Linked DNA regions of Pan troglodytes: region 1 is linked to region 2. A link is a contact called in public Hi-C data. All regions are on one chromosome and are shown on one strand. The core of a region is the stretch at or near the end of the contact, and the rest is flanking DNA. Distances in the headings are between cores, read along the strand shown. Region 1 has its middle 160 kb from the start of BCAS1. Region 2 has its middle 150 kb from the start of ZNF217.

What was found. A called contact is a pair of places that touch in the nucleus more often than the background predicts.
Region 1: a contact with region 2 is called in a Hi-C map of stem cell-derived neural progenitor cells, with 3 times the contacts expected there. The contact joins two enhancer-like sites. A contact is called at or near these places in 1 of 7 Hi-C or Micro-C datasets (stem cell-derived neural progenitor cells), 1 of 1 datasets of contacts at active chromatin or transcription factors (stem cell-derived excitatory neurons) and 1 of 1 other capture datasets (stem cell-derived neural stem cells).

The regions. Positions count from the first base shown.
Region 1 is chr21:60,204,238-60,206,937 of NHGRI_mPanTro3-v2.0_pri, reverse strand. No RefSeq gene overlaps it. Among named protein-coding and RNA genes, the nearest start is that of BCAS1, 160 kb to the left of the region's middle. Within about 2 kb of position 1,302, at least 16 of the 24 cell types and tissues checked have an H3K27ac peak or open chromatin away from gene starts, as enhancers often do. A contact at or near this core is called in stem cell-derived neural progenitor cells and stem cell-derived neural stem cells, where this site is marked.
Region 2 is chr21:60,057,513-60,060,212 of NHGRI_mPanTro3-v2.0_pri, reverse strand. No RefSeq gene overlaps it. Among named protein-coding and RNA genes, the nearest start is that of ZNF217, 150 kb to the right of the region's middle. Within about 2 kb of position 1,287, at least 7 of the 24 cell types and tissues checked have an H3K27ac peak or open chromatin away from gene starts, as enhancers often do. A contact at or near this core is called in stem cell-derived neural progenitor cells and stem cell-derived neural stem cells, where this site is marked.

The sequences.
Region 1 (2,700 bases), core at 53-2,552, 150 kb before region 2:
TCCTGTGAATAGTAAGACCAGAGCTCTACCGTCTGATAGCCACTAGACATACGTGACTATTTAAATGTAAATTCAGAATAACAAAAATTAAATGAAGTTAAGAATTCATCCCCTCACAGTTGCGTAGCTGCATTTCAAGAGCCCAGTAGCCACATGTGGGTGGTGGTTACCATATAGGACAGGACAGGCCGGGCGCAGTGGCTTGCGCCTGTAATCCCGGCACTTTGGGAGGCTGAGGCAGGTGGATCACCTGAGGTCAGGAGTTTGAGACCATCCTGGCCAACACGGCGAAACCCTGTCTCTACTAAAAATACAAAAATTAGCCAGCCATGGTGGCGGGTGCCTGTAATCCCAGCTACTCGGGAGGTTGGGGTACGAGAATCGCTTGAACTTAAGAGTTGGAGGTTGCAGTGAGCCGAGATCGTGCCACTGCACTCCAGCCTGGGCAACAGAGAGAAAGGCTCTGTCTCAAAAATAAATAAATAAATAGATAGATAGGACAGGACAGATGCAAAACATTCATATCATCCTAGAAAGCTCTCTGTGCAGTGCTGGACTAGGTAGTCAGATTTGCCTGGGACACTCTGGACTATACCTGCTGTGTCCGCATCATCATCCATAGCACTCTGTTTCACTCTCAAAAATGTCCTGGTATTTCAGCTACCCTTCTACCCGCTGAGCCACACTCTTTGCTAGGACTTCCCTGAAACCCACGCCCTTTGTCTTGATGAATAAGTTGGCAGTGTCCAGCAGTCTCCCTGCTTTTTTTTTCTCCCCCCCCCTCCCCCCATTCCCTCTCACCTATCAAAAGCAACAATTTTAGGAACAGGAAAAAAAAAAAAATGCAAGTGAAGAAGTTGTCATTTCTCCCCAATTAAATGATTTCCTTGTCAGCGGTTTCAGTTTTGTTTTGTATTTCCCTTTGCCTAAAGCAGCTCTGATGGGCGCCCTTTGCCCTGAATCATGCCCACAGATCTCACAGGAAGGGGGCCGTCCCCGGCTTCTCCTGAGCCCTCCCGGCCACCCTCCCCTACTCCCAGCCTCCCCTTCCCGTCTTGCCCAGCAGAGGGCGTCTGAGTTTAATATTCTCAATAAAGAGCATGTACACGATCACTTGGGATTTTTTTTTCTTTCTTCCAGTGATACTTTTTCTTTGTGAGCAGCAACTGAGGTGCCAGATAATATAGGTCACCTGAAGGACAAGCCGTCAGAATTGGAGATCAGAGCCGCTCAGGCCGGCCGCCAGCTCGTTAGGGAACCGCACACTCAGCTCCCACCCAGCTCGGGACGCCCAGCGGGAGCTGCCCTTGCAAACACCAGCAGACACCATTTTGCAGAACTCTTAAGAAATGCGGGTTAAATGTGTTAGGTACAACGCATGCAGCCAAGACGGGCATGGAGAGCGAGAGGGCTGGCCCGGGGGGGAAGCAAACCTCCTGATGATGGGACTGCTCTTGCTGGGGGCTTTGTAAACAGCCTTGCATCTCACACCTCTGCCAGGCAACAAAATGGTGGTGGCTAGAAAAAATAAATAAATAAATAAACAACGCGGGGGTGGGGGGAAGGTGGCACCAGGTAGGTACCAGAGATGGACTTTTCTACAATTTTCTTGGGCTGTCTGTTACCAACAGTTATTCTCTCTCTTTTTCTTTCTTCCTTTCCTTCTCTGTCTCTTTCTCCACCCCCCTCCCTCTCTCTCTCTCTTCCCCCTCCCTCCCTCTCTCTTATTCTCCTTGTTACATTCTCTGCAGTAATCTTCCCCCTCCTACTGAAGGGGGCGGAAGACCCAGCTGATTTGACTCCAGCTCCCCCTCCTCAGCCTTGCAAATTCCTTATTGAGCATAATTTCTGATTTGTTTCTGTGTATCTTAAGGGGTGAGGTGCTGAGGCAAGTTAAGAGTTTGGGTTATCTTGTTTGCCTGTTTTGGTGCACTGAACATATTTACGAAATGAAAAAGCTCCTTTCTAAATGGGTGTTAACTGCTCTAAGATTCCCAGGAAACGTGTTGAAGGGACATCTAAATGGAAATTGTGCAGTATTACTCCATTGCACCTTTTAGGAAGAAAACAAGAATTGTGGCTACTCTGTTGGGCTCTGGTGGCAGTGTAGTAGTGAGTGATTTGTGTGACTGCGGCACATTCATTTTCCTTTTCTATTATAATCTCACCTTCCTTAAGGAATAAATGAGACCATACAGTAAAGGGCTAAGCAAAGTTGCATGACACAGCTTCGGTAGCAGCTGTTACTGTTTTATTATGTCTTTGCTTCAAGCTCTCTCCCTGGGCCTGGAGCTTAGCTTCTGCACACAAATGCTTGATGGAGAGAGCTCTGTGTTATCTGAATCCAGAAATTCTACAGCAGAGGTTTGGCTCCACCTCACCATTGATTTCCTTTCCGTGATTTTGTAAGTCATCACTTTGTAACTCAATTTCTCTCTGTATGAAACAAACGAGTATTTTTTTTACCACCCCTTCTGAGACTGTTGATAAAACACACTCGACAAACGTTTTACAGCACCCTTGTGAGGCACTAAGGAATGGGGAGAAATCTACACCTAACCACCACCACCACCAGGCATCCCAGTGTGCTCAGGGCAGCGCCAGTTTTTGCAGAAGTATTAATAGCCTCTCCTTTCACTCCCCCAAGCGTCTTCGATGGGATGGTTAGTTATAAGGTCACACTACAGAAAACATAACACC
Region 2 (2,700 bases), core at 38-2,537:
AATTAGCCAGGCATGGTGGTGGGTGCCTGTAATCCCAGCTACTTGGGAGGCTGAGGCAGGAGAATTGCTTGAACCCAGGAGGCGGAGGTTGCGGTGAACCGAGATTGTGCCATTGCACTCTAGTCTGGGTGACAAGAGCGAAAACTCTTGTCTTAAAAAAAAAAAGTCCGGGCGCAGTGGCTCACGCCTGTAATCCCAGCACTTTGGGAGGCCGAGGCGGGCGGATCACGAGGTCAGGAGATTGAGACCATCCTGGCTAACACAGTGAAACCCCGTATAAAAAATCAGCTGGGCGTGGTGGAGGGCGCCTGTAGTCCCAGCTACTCGGGAGGCTGGGGCAGGAGAACAGCATGAACCTGAGAGGCAGAGCTCGCAGTGAGCCGAGATTCCGCCACTGCACTCCAGCCTGGGCGACAGAGCAAGACTCCGTCTCAAAAAAAAAAATAAAATAAAATAAAATAAAAATTATAAAGCATTTAGTACAATGGCTAAAAAAAAAAAGTGCTTGATAAATTGATTGCTACTATTAGTGTTATGATTATTAGTGACACAGAATATAGCCAGCTATTTATTTATAGAAAGAGGTCCCAAACTTTATGTAACACAGAAATCTTCACTTTCCTTTTGTGTCTTTTTCTTCCCTCAAAGAAAAAAAAACAAATTTTTAGCCAAAACAAAAATGATGGAACAGCTCAGAGTTGGTACAATACAATTTACTTTTTAGGTTCTCATGTTTATACTGGGGAGATACTAGTGTATTTATCAATGCCTTAAGCAAAGAGAAGTGCAGCATAGACTAAGTGGCACCCTCATTTTCATTTTATATCTCTTTCTTCAGCCCACCCTCCTAATGATCGCGTGTATATTTTAGGTACATCTCTTCTGTATAAATCCTCCCACCCCCACTTTTTGTAAGCATGAAGATTAAGTGGACAAAGACAAATTCAATTAAGCTGTAAGCTTTGGTGACCAGCAGCTATTTTTCTTGAGAAACTGAATCCAAACATCTCAGGGGTGGGGACGAGCTTGCAATGCGCTTCTGAATGCAAAGGAGGCAGGACTTGAGCATAAATCACGCGACAAACTGAGCCCTCCTCTATTAATCTTTTCTTCAGAAAAAGACACTGTTTTAAGGGGAAATTAAAGGCAATCAATAAGCAGGCTCGCCTGCACGGCTTCTGAGCTCAAGATGCAAATATCATTCCAAATTCTGGATTCCAAAGAGACCCCTCCATTGATATGTTAATAGTCTCCTCGTGTTTCTATGACCTCAGATCCTGGCAGGGCATGAAGCCATACTTACAGGAAACAAAAGGAAAGCACGTTGTAGAACAAACATTTGCTAAGTGGACTTTGACTGTAAACCCCAACTTGTCATGTGCTAAAGGATGGAATTCTCCACGAGCCAGGGGCTGATGCCCTGAATGTTTAATATGTTTACATGTTTAAAGAGCTGCCATGACGTATTCTTTATCTGGTATCACCTGACATCTCGGCTTCATATTCATGGTGCACAAGACAGCAAAGGTTTTGGTGCTGTCATCCCAAATAAAGACAACTTTTGGCAATTGGAAATAAACAAAATTCAGTTGCCTACAAATCAAAGATGACTGCAACCAAATGTTGATTACCTGTTTATAAATTCACCAAGTCAACAGCAAATTCAGAGACTACTTATTTGGCACCGATTGTAGGCAAGATATTGGGCTAGGGCACTGCGGATACACAGATGAACATGTTTGACAAGAAGGTTATGTTTTTAGGGGCGGGTGGGCAATATACAATCTAAAAAATAACAATAAATTGGGTTTGGGTGAGTGCTATGAAGAATAAAACCAGATCGTGAAAAAGAGAATAACTAGGGGTGGGGAGGGGGTAGAGGGGGTCCTTCCTGAAAAAATCATGTAGGTACAGAAATTCAAGGAGGCCAGGCAGTAACAGGTAGTCTGCAGAGGTGACATTCCAGACACAGGGACAGTAAGTGCCAAGGTCCTGAGGTAGACAAGGGCTTGTGTTTGAGAATCAGAAAGCAGCCAATGTAGCTAACCTGTGGTGGATGAGATTGTGGCTTACCCTCAAGAAAGAGCCAGCTCCTACAGCATCATGAAGGTAGCAATACTTCATGAGAATCAAGTTCAATATTCAAAAAAAATAGCCAGGCACAGTGGCTCATGCCTGTAATCCCAGCACTTTGGGAGGCCAAGGCGGGAGGATCATTTGAGGTCAGGATTTCAAGACCAGCCTGGCCATCATGGTGAAACCCTGTCTCTACTAAAATTAGCTGGGCGTGGTGACACACTCCTGTAGTCCCAGCTACTCAGTAGGCTGAGGCAAGAGAATCACTTGAACCCTGGAGGAGGAGTTTGCAATGAGCCGAGATCGCGCCACTGCACTCCAGCCAGGGCAGACAGAGTGAGACTCTGTCTCAAAAATAAATAAATAAATAAATAAATAAATAAATAAACAAAGTTTTCCCATCAGTAAAGATGCATATCTCTTCTCTAATCCTGAACACTCTAAAAGAATCTCAAAGGTTGACCAAGCATATATTTTTGAAGAGTTTGAGGCAGGGCATGGTGGCTCACCCCTGTAATCTCAGCACTTTGGGAGGCCAAGGCGGGAGACTCACTTGAGATCAGGAATTAGAGGCCAGCCAGAGCAAGATCCCGTCTCTTCAAAAAATTCTTTAAAATTAGCCAC